Regions from separate parts of the Mus musculus genome. Here region 2 is linked to region 1. Evidence: chromatin contacts called from public HiCAR-type data. All regions are on one chromosome and are shown on one strand. The core of a region is the stretch at or near the end of the contact, and the rest is flanking DNA. Distances in the headings are between cores, read along the strand shown.

Region 1 (6,387 bases), core at 1,416-3,915:
CCCAGCAGGCCACAAAAATACAAAAAAATAAAACAACAACAAAAAATACCCTCCTAGGTGGACATGGTGGCTCAGCCATAATTCCAAACCCAGAAAGCAGAGACAGAGGACCCCACCCCCACCCCCAGCTACGCGGGCTGGTGAGACTAGCCCTAGGTGAGCTCTGGATTTGCCTGAGAGACTTCCACTCAGTGTATAATGTGAAAGAACAATGGTAGATGACTTTAGACACCAGTCTTAGACCACCCCATTGGCACACAAGTACACACACATAAGTGTGAGTGCACACACACACACACACACACACACACACACAAAGGGAAAAAATACATATAAACACAAAGATGCAAAGCCATGTAAAAGCATTCATAGACTTGCCCATACACAACATATAATGAAACTGGTAAAAAGAGAATAAAATGTTTGTTAGTTGACATGGTTTTAATCTCTTTTACAAACTTAGTATAAAAATCTCACTTTATAGGACTGCTAAAGGATGAATTAAAAAAAAACACTTTAAAAGCTACAAAAATGATGTTTTAAGTAAAGTAAGTGATGTGGGGTGTTGGCTTTGTGCTCACACCTGTTGCTGACTGCAGTTTAAAGTAAGCCCCTGTGTATATATGGATACGTCAGGCCTTCCTTATTCTTTGGGTATGTCTGAAACAACTACAGCTTGAGGAAGTGTCAACCAGTAGTGTCCTTGTTTAAAAAGGAATGCCATATTACTTAAAAGCACGCACACACACACACACACACACACACACACACACAAACAAACAAAAAAGAGCAAACTGAAGCCAGAGCAATGCTTTGTTTCTTTGAATAGACATAGCTCAAGCATTTAGAGGGGGAAGCCTTGTGATCCTAGGAGGCAGCTGAGAATATTAAGAAATGTTCCTACAGGTTTATTGTGCTTCAATAAATCACAAGGATTAAATGCAATACACCACTGAACTGAAAAGACTGTGCACACTGTAGCTACTGTTTACATATGTTCACTGCTTTGTCCTTCATGCAGGAAGACCATATTTCTTAGAATCTTGAAGACTAGTTATCATTATAGAATCAATGCTATCCAATGCGATGGAATGAAAATGATTCTATGTCACTTCCCAGGAGACCAAGGTTATTGCAATTGGCATAAGATCAGCCTGATACAGAAGGAGGTTACTCTCTGAACTCCCAAATCACTGAGGTCCTATGTGGACATACACTATGAACCAGAAAAGAACTTTTGCTGCTGCAAGCCTCTGCGATCTGCCAATCAGTGATCAGCTGTCACCACAGCCTGGCCTGGCCTTCTCTCATTTAATTATGTGTAATTTAAGCAATTTTTGCTGTGACAACACGGACTCAAGAAAATAAATTCAAGCCAACAAAATTCATAGTCTTAATGAGAATAATATGCCCCCTTTGCATCATCTCATGTCAGCTCACATTCCCAAAGGTCTGTTGAACAATGCCTCCACTACAGTGCTTCAACATTCACTGCTATGGTGGAGAAAAGGGGGGCATATGGTTAATGTAGTTTGTCTCCAGTTGACTTGTAAAATATAGCCTTGGAAAATGTCAAATTTTAGGACATTTGTGTGATGCAAAATGAGCAATATTCTAAAGCCAGGAGAGGGTTATTATATTGCTTTCATTAGTGCTAAGAAAAATTCAACTAAAGATGTTGGTTTTAATGGCTGAAAAATAGAAACCGCTTACTCTTAATTACAGAAAAGATAGCCACGGAAAGTTTCATTAATATGTTAAATGACACCATTAAAAGGGGTGTGCATGAGCTGGGGAGATGGCATGAGGAAAGCTCTTACCATGCAAGCTTGAAGTTAAACCTGAGGAACCTACATGAGGCTAGACTTGGGAGATGAAACTGCCCTCCTAGCACTCAGACAATAGATGGGAGTCACAGAAAAGAGATCCCCTGGAAGCCCAGAGCTGGGTAGCATGGTGTGCTCAGCTGCAAACAGGAGGCCTTGTCGTTATTAAAGTAGACAGTAAGGACCAACAGAGAGGTTGTTCTCTGAGCTGCACACAATGCTATGGCAAGGGGGTCCCCATAGTTACATACACACAGATAGTGAGTGTTTCTCTTAGCTCTACTATGGCAGAAGACAAAGTATTCTTGGCATGGGGTAGAAAGAAAGGGAACTCATCTTACGTGGTAGAAACATGGAGTTCTGGATGGGGGCTATGTCTACTTCAGAACAGTCAACCAAGAAGAGCAACCGAATGCTGTTCCTTTGGTCCCCTTTCTCCACCATGCCTGAAACTGAGCAAGCTTCTTCCGTGGCTTCCTCGAGGGGTTAAGTGGATCAGCTAACCATCTATAAACTCTCTGGAGACTGTTCTGTGCCCCACCCCTACTTCTCCCTGTTTTGAGGAAGACCAGAAGAATACTGAGAGCCCACCTGCCACCAAATTCCCAGACACTGAAATCCTATAGTACTAATGGCATCTGGTCTGAAGACAAACTACTTAATAAAGTTGAGTTACTCAGTCAAAAGTTAAGTGTAAGCATTTTTTCCCTGTTGGAAACTGTTCAGGGCCAAAGCTTTTATTAAAATCCAACTAAAGTTTCCATGAGGCTGTTTAGCATCACAAAAGCTATGAATCTCGACAGAGTTCCAACAGCGGTGAGGCAAGAACTGCTTTCTGCAGCTAAAGAGGCTTTGTTCTTTCAACTTCCTCCCGACTCAAAACCCAGCTCTCCCTTCCCCCACGTGATCCTGGTGGTCTCACCGCACCTCCCTGGGGCTGCCAGGAAAAAACAATGCTTGTCTTTAATCTCTCACTCACATTTCTAATCTGGCATTCTGATTAAAACTTACAGATATCCAACGTCATGCCATATGTGTTTTTGGAGGGAAAAAGGAGACAAGAACACATTTATCTTGAGATACCCTCAGGACCTTTCTCTTCTTCCTTAAGGACCCATGTAACATGTGTAAGCTAGAACTCTCTTTGGTGGGAGTAAAACTGCATTTGACCTTTGAACATACAGAGCTTTGTCCCTGTGGGAGGGTAAAATGATGGCCCAAGCTACCTAGGACACCTGGAAAATCCCAGTGACAAACTATTCAAGCAAGGCTCAGGAGGAAGACTGTGCACTGACAGCGGCTGTTTAGAATATGAAGAGAAAGGATAATGTCTGTTTCACACTAGGAAGACCACACGCCAAGGCACACGTGAAGAAAGTCATCTAGACAATGGTTAAATGTTAAAGCCCTTCAGGAACTTTAAGAGTGTAGACCCCACACAAACATCCACTGAGATGCATGCACACACCCCCCCCACACCCCCCCCCCCCCCCCCCCGTTATCCACCCAGGAGTAAAGCAGAAAAATGTAGAAAGGACCACACAGGAGAATGTGAATTAAATACTTTGGCTTACAGAATTGCTACTTCATCTAGATCCAGGGGTGAAGGACCTGCTAAAGTCCCCCACAAAATATGCCACCTGAGGAGCAACAGGCTTAAGGTGGCAGCAGAGAACAACGGTGATACACTGATTGCCTTTTTCTTTGTTAAGGGCCAAGACAGAGGTGCTCAGCTATGACTACTAGTCAAGAAAGATGATTTTGTTTTCCTGAAAAAGGAGTTCAGATGACAGAATTATGGCATTTTCCTAGTGAGGTTCTATCTCAATGGCCCCATTTGAGGAGAAGTCCCATTCTCATTTCAACTAGGCAGCATCTGTTTAACAATAAGGATAGCTACTTTCAAAAAATAAAATAATTAATGATGTTTTACAGTCTCCAGAAGAACATATTAATTATGTCTCATAACCAAATAGACATACATTCAATATCCTGGCCAGTTTTTTCTGGGGTTCTTGTTTCATTTCTCACATGGAGGTTTGCCCTGAGAATGACCAAACTTTCCTTTTCTAATGAGTTACGCAGCTTTACTTATAGCACAGAGAGCAAGTACTGAATCAAGTGTGACAGCAAAGCAAGGGACTTCTTCCTGCTCAGACTGTAGAGGTCTTTTGGCTGCACCAGAACACCATAGCCCCATTCTCTTCTCTATGGCATAACAGCCTTGTTGAGAACACTCCGTCGTCCTTACTGTTTGTTTTCATAATACTGTGTGGAATTAGAAGTTAAGGGTTTTCCCTCAGGTTGTGTTTGAAGGGATGGACCAAGCTGAGGGGGAAAGACACCATCAAGGATCATGTTCAGAACTCACATGCTCTTTCTATGGCTTTCTTGTTTTTTCTGTCAGGAAATGTGACTGCATTAATTTATGGTTTACTCTTCAGGGCCAGTCAGAATGTAGAAAAGCTTGTTTCTCATTAAAAATTTCTGTTTCTTTAAAACTCTTAGTCCAAAATCATTGAAGTATTCATGCAAAAGCTCTAAAGGAAGAGGAAAAATGACTTACTTTCTTCTTTCTTGCTAATTATGGCGGGTAACGTGTAAATCTAGAGAAGAAAGGACATCAATTAGTTACTGCCATTTATGGCCACCCAGAATATTGGCAAGGTGATGCTTACCTAAAAACAAAAATCCAGGGACCAGGCTTGCAGTCCACCAGCTGACCAGGGCCTAGGCTGGCAGTCCACCGACTGATTCCAGGGTGTTCCCATTTGTTCAGCTTATCTACTGACCCCTGCTATGGGTATATCTTTGATGGTCCAACCTGAGCTAAGTTCTGCCCTTCTCCATCTGACTTGGGCATTTCACTCTCTTTTCCAGCTCATGCTTACAGCACCTTCTTCTGGAAGTGTCTCTCACCATGAAATTCATCTGACTTTGCTCCTTCCTCAAACTTACTTCATGTGGGCACAGTCTTGTTGGCATTGCTGACATCACAAACTACGCCTGCATCTGTTCTAGGTCAGGACTTCTTAGCTATTTGTTAAAAGTTTTTCAGAAATTTAAAATCTACTGATTGAAAGTTTTGATTTTTGATGGACTGACATTATAAAAACAACAACACAGTAGAAAAAGAAAATAACATAGAGCCAAATCCTTTTACTACTTAGTTTTGTAGGCTTGAAATCACACCTTTGTGTGCTTAGTGCTTAAAGTTTAGACTCTAATCTTTAGAGTCTAAACTGGACTCTCAGTGCCTGGCACATCTGACTGTGACCTAGGAACAGGGTTTGAGGGAGGGTCTCAGGGTCCGCAGAACATGCTAGCTAGTGCTGTTACTCAGGCATTAGCTTGGATTGTTCTTGGTCTCTGCCACCAGCAGAATCTTCTCTAGTGATGGAGTGGTATCTGTTTTTTCTATGTGCTCTCCTTCTATGACCCGAGAACAGTGTTCAGTAAGGAAGCAAAGAGCAACAAGTAGCTCCTCTCTTCCCTGCATAAAGCTCCCTGGTGTTTGTGAGTAAATTACTACACAGAGACATCAAAACGACTATTACAGACAAGATGTGCATCACATGGGGATGGCTCCCACCACAGCTCTGGTAAATTGCTGGTCTTTAAAGAGAGGCCTAGACCACAGGATGACCCCACACATATTCCTAATAAAATGAGGCAAGACATGAAACCAAATTCACGACTGTAAATGCTTTAAAGTAATTTTAGAATTGTACATTGGTCCTGGAAATCTCCCTGAAAGACAAATAACAAGTAGGAGTTACATGCTAATGACTGAGGAGACACCAGGAAAACAGGACAGGCCGTTCTCTTTGTTACTTTAATGCTTCCAGTTATATTGTATACACATAAAAAGGAAATACAGAGGTGCTTTGTAAGTTTTAAAGTGAAACAAAAATTAGATATGGCGTCACACTCTTACCGGTTCTTTCCCATCCATGGCCTCCAGCCAGAGCTTCCGGTTAGCTTCAGAGAATGCCTGTAGCGTAATGATGCCATGCCTATCAATAGACAGACACTATACATGTGACATTTATTCTACTGTGCCTTGGCTAATTTTCTACAGCATTTGTTAATTTTCATGTCCTTGATTAATTAATTATAAAGTCATAATTTGGAAAGAAAAGATTAGAAGAATGAAGAAAATGGAAAAAGAAAACTTGAAGGTTTGTTTTACAGCCCTTTTCAGGAAAAGTCATGCATGACACTCACACATGTCACTCACACATGACAGACACTCACACATGACACACATGACACTCACACCCATACGTGCACTCACACGCATGCATACACACATATACTCTCAAACACATACCTGCTCACATACATACGTGGAAACCCAGATACTCATACACATCTACACATGTGGACACCCATAGACAGACACACATATACACACTTACAAGCACACACATGCGCACACACTTTTTAAATTTAAATGATGACAGATAAGTCATGAATGTATTGAGTACAGGGTTATCTGAAGGAATTAATTCAAAGTTTCCCCCGAAAAGGTCAAAAAGATGGCAAATGCATATCCACT
Region 2 (5,511 bases), core at 2,656-5,155, 280 kb after region 1:
TCTTTAGGTAAAGACCAACTGATCAACCCACACCAGAATATCATTAAACCATTGAATTTTATCAGCATGGGATGCAGGTAAGATAGTGGCCATTACTGAAAATACCCCAAACCCCTTGTGTTAGAGTGAGGTTTAGGACTTTCAAAAGTCTTAATACCTTGTCCTTCCTTTCCTAGCCAATGACTAGGCAAAAATCCTTGTCTTAGTATCTGCTTAGTCACTGCTTCATTAGGACTGCACATTATAATGCCCATCTGTGACAAGAGATCTCTTCCCTATAGGGTAACAGGCAAATTTGACATAACATATGGCTGAATTTGTCCTGAATTGCCATCCTCATCTCTCCAGGTTAGCAATTTAGAGCTTTGTTTTGGGTTTTTGGCATAACCAATTCCTTGAAGGTGAGTAAGTGTATCAGACAAAGGCCAAGTTGAAGGCCAATCTTGTCCTCTAATAATTTTTAGATAAGCTCCAGTATCTATTAATCCTTCAAAGCTTTTTCCTTCAATTATCAATTTAAGGTTAGGTCTCTGATTAGTAATAGATTGAACCCAATACACATCAGAGGAACCAAAGCCACTTTGTCCTCTCTCATTCTTAACAAATCTGGATGGTAGCAGATGTAAAGGAACTAAGACAAGTTGAACAATTCTTTGATTAGCAGGTACAGTTATAATACCATGAGGGAAAGCAGCCATGATTTTAATCTCTCCCTGTGGGAAGCCGCAAACGCCATTACAAGATGGCGCTGGTTTCTATAAGCCAACGCCCATGAATATGAGTAAACAACCAATGTGCGCATGTGCATAAGAGTTTTTTGCCAAGTCACTGCCTGGCCCGAGGCATATTAATGAGGTACTGGTAGCATAACCAATCAGGTATGGTCACATCACTCCTAGGCCTATATAAGCAGCGCCATTTCTGGGGCTTGGGGTCTTTTTCGCCTATGCAGTCAATGCTCTCCCAATAAACGTGTTGCAGAAGGATCCTACTGTGGCGTCTTTCTTGCTGGCAAGTCAGGCGTTCCACATCTCCCTCATAATCATTATCTATAACACCTGGATAAATCTGCAGACCTTTTACAATAGAACTGCTTCGTCCTAAAAGAAATCCACAAGTTTCTGCCGGTAGAAGTCCAAAAACTCCTGTAGGTAGAATTTGAACTCCCATTTCTGGAGTCAATCCTGTGTGGGTGGTGGGACAGAGGTCCAATCCTTCACTTCCTGGGGTTGCCCTGACAAGTTCAAAAACAGATTTTTTTTTTTTTTTTTTTTTTGGGCTGGGCAGCAGCTTCATGGCCCCATAAGCTGCTTGCTGAGGCTGGACCTTCCTCTTGTTTCACAGCAAGAGAAAACCTTGAATGCCTGTCTTGGATTTACATTCCCTAGCCCAATGGTTGCCCTTCCTGCATCGAGGACAAACTCCTGGAGCATGGCCTGCTTCCCCACTCTCTGCACCTCTACCCTTAGGACAATGGTTTTTAAAATGACGCAAAGTTCCACACTTAAAACATGCATTATTCCCTCGTTTCTGTGTAAGCATTGCTTGCACAGTGGTTCCTTGCAAAGCACTGGCCAAGGCCAAACCCTGATTATATGACAGCCCAATCTCTGCACAAAGCCAGATATATCCCGCTAAGTCTGTCTGTCCTTTGTGAGGCCGAATAGCGGAGTGACCTGCTGCGTTAGCATTCTCATAAGCCAATTGCATAATGAAAGGAATTCCCATTTGAGAATCTCCAAGAATTCTACTAGCTGCTTTCAATAGCCTATCCACAAAGTCCTGGTAAAGCTCATCAGGACCCTGCTAAATGCTGGCTAAACTTCTACCAAGATCCCCTTTAGTTGGTAACTGATTCCAAGCGTGGCGAGCAGCCATAGCAACCTGCGTGTACAGTGTACACTCCAAAAGGAAACCTAATCTGATTAGCATTGCCTTCATATTGACCTTCTCCTAAAAGCATGTTAACATCCCAGTCTGGATTACCTGTCTGAGCATTCAAAGTGGCAGTTCTCTTACTGGCTTCTTGCCATTCGGAATTCCAAAGCAAGACATCTCCTCCTGACAGAGTAGCCTTATATAGAGTCTTCCAATCTTGGGGGGTTAAATGTGACTCCATGACAGTATCCAATAATGTTTGTGTGAAAGGACATGTAGGGCCATATTGTGCAACAGCTGATTTTAACTCCTTTATCACCTTGAACTCCAAAATCTGGTATTGTCTGATGCTATTATCTTGATGATCAATTATCTCAACTATAAGAAAGTATCTTGCTCTTTCCCAAGAGCCTGACCCACAGCTCTTTCTAGCGGAGACTGATACATTTCAGAATAGCTGTTCTTCCCTGTATTTGACACCTTTTTTTAGCTCCCGAAGCTCATTAGTCAATTTCTGCAACTTGATTTCAAACTCTAATTTACTTAGTTGCCTATCCATATGAGTAGCATCTCCTATAGTAGAGGCCATAGGTGGAGCAGGAGGTTCGCAAGGAGGCCAATCCTCACCAAAATATTTGGCGGCTCCTTTTTCTGAATAATCTTCCTTGTCTAATGTTCGCTCATCATCAGAATCTCTGTATTTTTCTAATTTAGGGTTGAGAGGGCCTTCTTCTGAGAAAGTCCTCTCTGGCAGGCATTCCTCCCCGAGATTCTTCAAACTCTGCCTGGGTACTATCTGATGCCTTCGAGGTTTCTTCATCAGTAGCATAAGAGCCCCCAGAGGTAGAGGGTGAAATTATCTGCCTGGGTGTTTCTCAGAGCTTCTCCAATTCTCTCCCAGGTTCTCTTATCTAAGGTTTTTTTCTTTTCTGAACCATGGGCAGCAAGAATCTTTCTGATCTGAGAAATCTTCTAACAAATGTTTTTCAAACCCTACTCCTCTTGCCTGAAGCAGCTCTTGGAGGCTGTGGATAAATGCCTGTTCAGAATTTTCTGATCCCATTTTCCGCTGACCACCCCTAAGTGGAATCAGTGCCGGGTCAACACTGTCCCAAGTTAGCCCATATCCTATCACACCTACAGCAACAATTTAAAAAAGAATAAGTTTAAAGCCAGCGCTAGCATGAATACCTGTTGCTCATTGTGCTCGATACGATCTTCTTATTCTTCCCTTCTCGTGGAGCTCCACATAAGATAGTGTTCCCTCAGTCTGTCCCGCTGCGTTCAGGCCCCACATTCTGGGTGCCACCTGTAGCCACCTGTGACCACATGAACTGGGCTCCCCTGAAAGGCAGGCTGGGGCTGAAAGAGATCAGACGACGAGAAAAGAAAGAGGCCAAGACAAACCTTTCTGTTCAAAGCCTCTGAAGTTTACTGAGAGTCCATGCTTATAAAGAGGGTAGGCCCATCCCCCGCCAGCACAATCTTGGTGCCTGGAGCCAGCCTGTAGGTGATCTACAGGGTGTGTCTCTGGAATGTCTCAAGGACCTTTCAGCAGGAAGCAGAGTCTTGGAGAAGAGCAAATAGAGCCATCAAGATGAGAAGGCTCTACCCTAGGTAATCTGCTTCTTAGTGGCAGCAAGGTCAAAGTCTGGATCAGCCTGCTTCAAGGGTGAGGGAGGCTACAAAACCCTGTCTCAAAAAATGTAACTATGCTTACCATACTCAGTTGTGTTTTCCCATAATTATACAGTGATTGTGGAAAAGTTTTATGCTATGTATATTTCAGTTATTACTACCAAAATTAGTTTTAAAACAATGTAGTACATGAAACTCAGCAATTTCCTTTCTAAGTACGTTTAAATTTTTATATCACCATCATCATCTTCTTCATCATCCTCATCATGTACATGCACACAGGCACATGTGCACATGCCATGATTTGTGTGTGGACAGTCCATGGGAATTACTACTCTTTCAGCTTGGCATCTGGGAGAACTCAGGCCACCAGGACTCCATAGCCAATGTTTTAGCTCCTGAGCTGTCCCACTGCTCTGAAAAGACCTTCCTGTTCTTCAGTTTCCCTCTGCAGAGGCAGCTGCATTTTATTTTCTTCTGGTATTTAACTTTGTATGTCTAAACAAGTGTCTGCCTTTCTTTCTTCCATTTCCCCTGTCTTTCCCCCCCCCCCCGCCCCTCCCCCCATCTTCCTGAAATAGGATCTTACTGAGTATCTGCAGCTGGTATTGACCTTTGGGACTTTCTATTTAGACCAGGCTGTGCTCTCTCTTCCTTCCTCCCTTTCCCTCTCTCTATCCATGTCCCTCCCCCTTTCCTTTTCACCTCTGCCCTCCCCCTCCTCCATCTCTTTCAGACTCTCATTCAAAGTTCTCTAATTATCCATTTCCCCTTTTTGACACAAGAGCACTTGGCTTAAAGTGTGCTCATCTGAATTCCCTAACTTTCCAATATTTTTCTGTGTTTCTCTTCTGCCAGATCCATGCATTTTAATAAACCCCTGAACATGTTGAAACTTGAATTCTGTGTCATGTGTTCTTAAAGTGGCATTTAGCTCCAGTCACTCACTGAGTGGACAGTCACATCCTTTGTTTTCTTTCTGGTACTCTTCTCCCATGTTCAGCTGCCACACTATTCTGAGGTCTGACAGCATGCCACACTCTGTCAGCTCTCCCTCATGGCTGGATTACAGACTACATATTCACAGTGGCTGGCTCTGGCTGGGGGCCTGCTTCCAGCAGACAGAGCTTCTGAAGTCTGACCCAGCAGCAGCCTATGGCTTTGACCCATCCTCTCCTGGAGACACCTGATGCCATAATCTACATGCCAGAATGAGTCGCCACAGTTGATAGAATAAAGGACAATTTCACTATGTCATTTATGCCTTACAGTTGTGTTTATTGCTTCTTCAGCCCTCAGAGCTCTACTGCATCCTGACTTCCCTTTGGGCTGTGACCCCAAGTCTTACACGCGTTCGCGCGACCGGCCAGGAAGAACGCAGCAAACCGGAATCTTCTGCGGCAAAGCTTTATTGCTTACATCTTCAGGAGCAAGAGTGCAAGAGAGCAAGAGCTCTATTGCTTACATCTTTAGGAGCCAGAGCGCAAGAGCGCAAGAGCGCAAGAGAGCAAGAGAGCAAGAGCTTTATTGCTTACATCTTCAGGAGCAAGAAGCAAGAGCCAGAGCAAGAGCTCTATTGCTTACATCTTTAGGAGCCAGAGCGCAAGAGAGCAAGAGCCAGAGCAAGAGCAAAAGCAAGAGAGAGAATGGCGAAACCCCGTCCCCTTTAAGGAGAATTATCCTCCGCCTAGGACGTATTACTCCCTGATTGGCTGCAGCCCATCGGCCGAGTTGTCGTCACGGGGAAGGCAGAGCACATGTAGTGGAAAACTACCCTTGGCACATGCGCAGATTATTTGTTTACCACTTAGAACACAGGATGTCAGCACCATCTTGTAACGGCGAATGTGAGGGCGGCTCCCCACACCCAAGGTTCTGAAATGGCTCATACACATGACTTCCTATAGTTAGAACAGAGCAACCCTTGATAAGAAGCTAAAATAAGTCAAAACACCCTTTCTGCAGAGAGCCAGATTCAGAGGTGAGCGGGATTCC

Evidence for each region. HiCAR-type assays count read pairs that join an accessible place to other places.
Region 2: a contact with region 1 is called in a HiCAR-type map of embryonic stem cells, with 4 times the contacts expected there. The contact joins two enhancer-like sites. A contact is called at or near these places in 1 of 39 promoter capture datasets (liver), 2 of 115 datasets of contacts at active chromatin or transcription factors (both in embryonic stem cells) and 1 of 9 other capture datasets (embryonic stem cells).

What each region holds. Positions count from the first base shown.
Region 1 is chr9:9,025,031-9,031,417 of GRCm38.p6, forward strand. It overlaps Arhgap42 (Rho GTPase activating protein 42), which reads right to left. Exons shown (of 24, transcript NM_001372563.1): 11 at 5,764-5,842; 12 at 4,393-4,432. Among named protein-coding and RNA genes, the nearest start is that of Pgr, 130 kb to the left of the region's middle. Within about 2 kb of position 2,666, at least 24 of the 459 cell types and tissues checked have an H3K27ac peak or open chromatin away from gene starts, as enhancers often do. A contact at or near this core is called in embryonic stem cells, where this site is marked.
Region 2 is chr9:9,307,941-9,313,451 of GRCm38.p6, forward strand. No RefSeq gene overlaps it. Among named protein-coding and RNA genes, the nearest start is that of Gm22815, 9.3 kb to the left of the region's middle. Within about 2 kb of position 3,906, at least 31 of the 459 cell types and tissues checked have an H3K27ac peak or open chromatin away from gene starts, as enhancers often do. A contact at or near this core is called in embryonic stem cells, where this site is marked.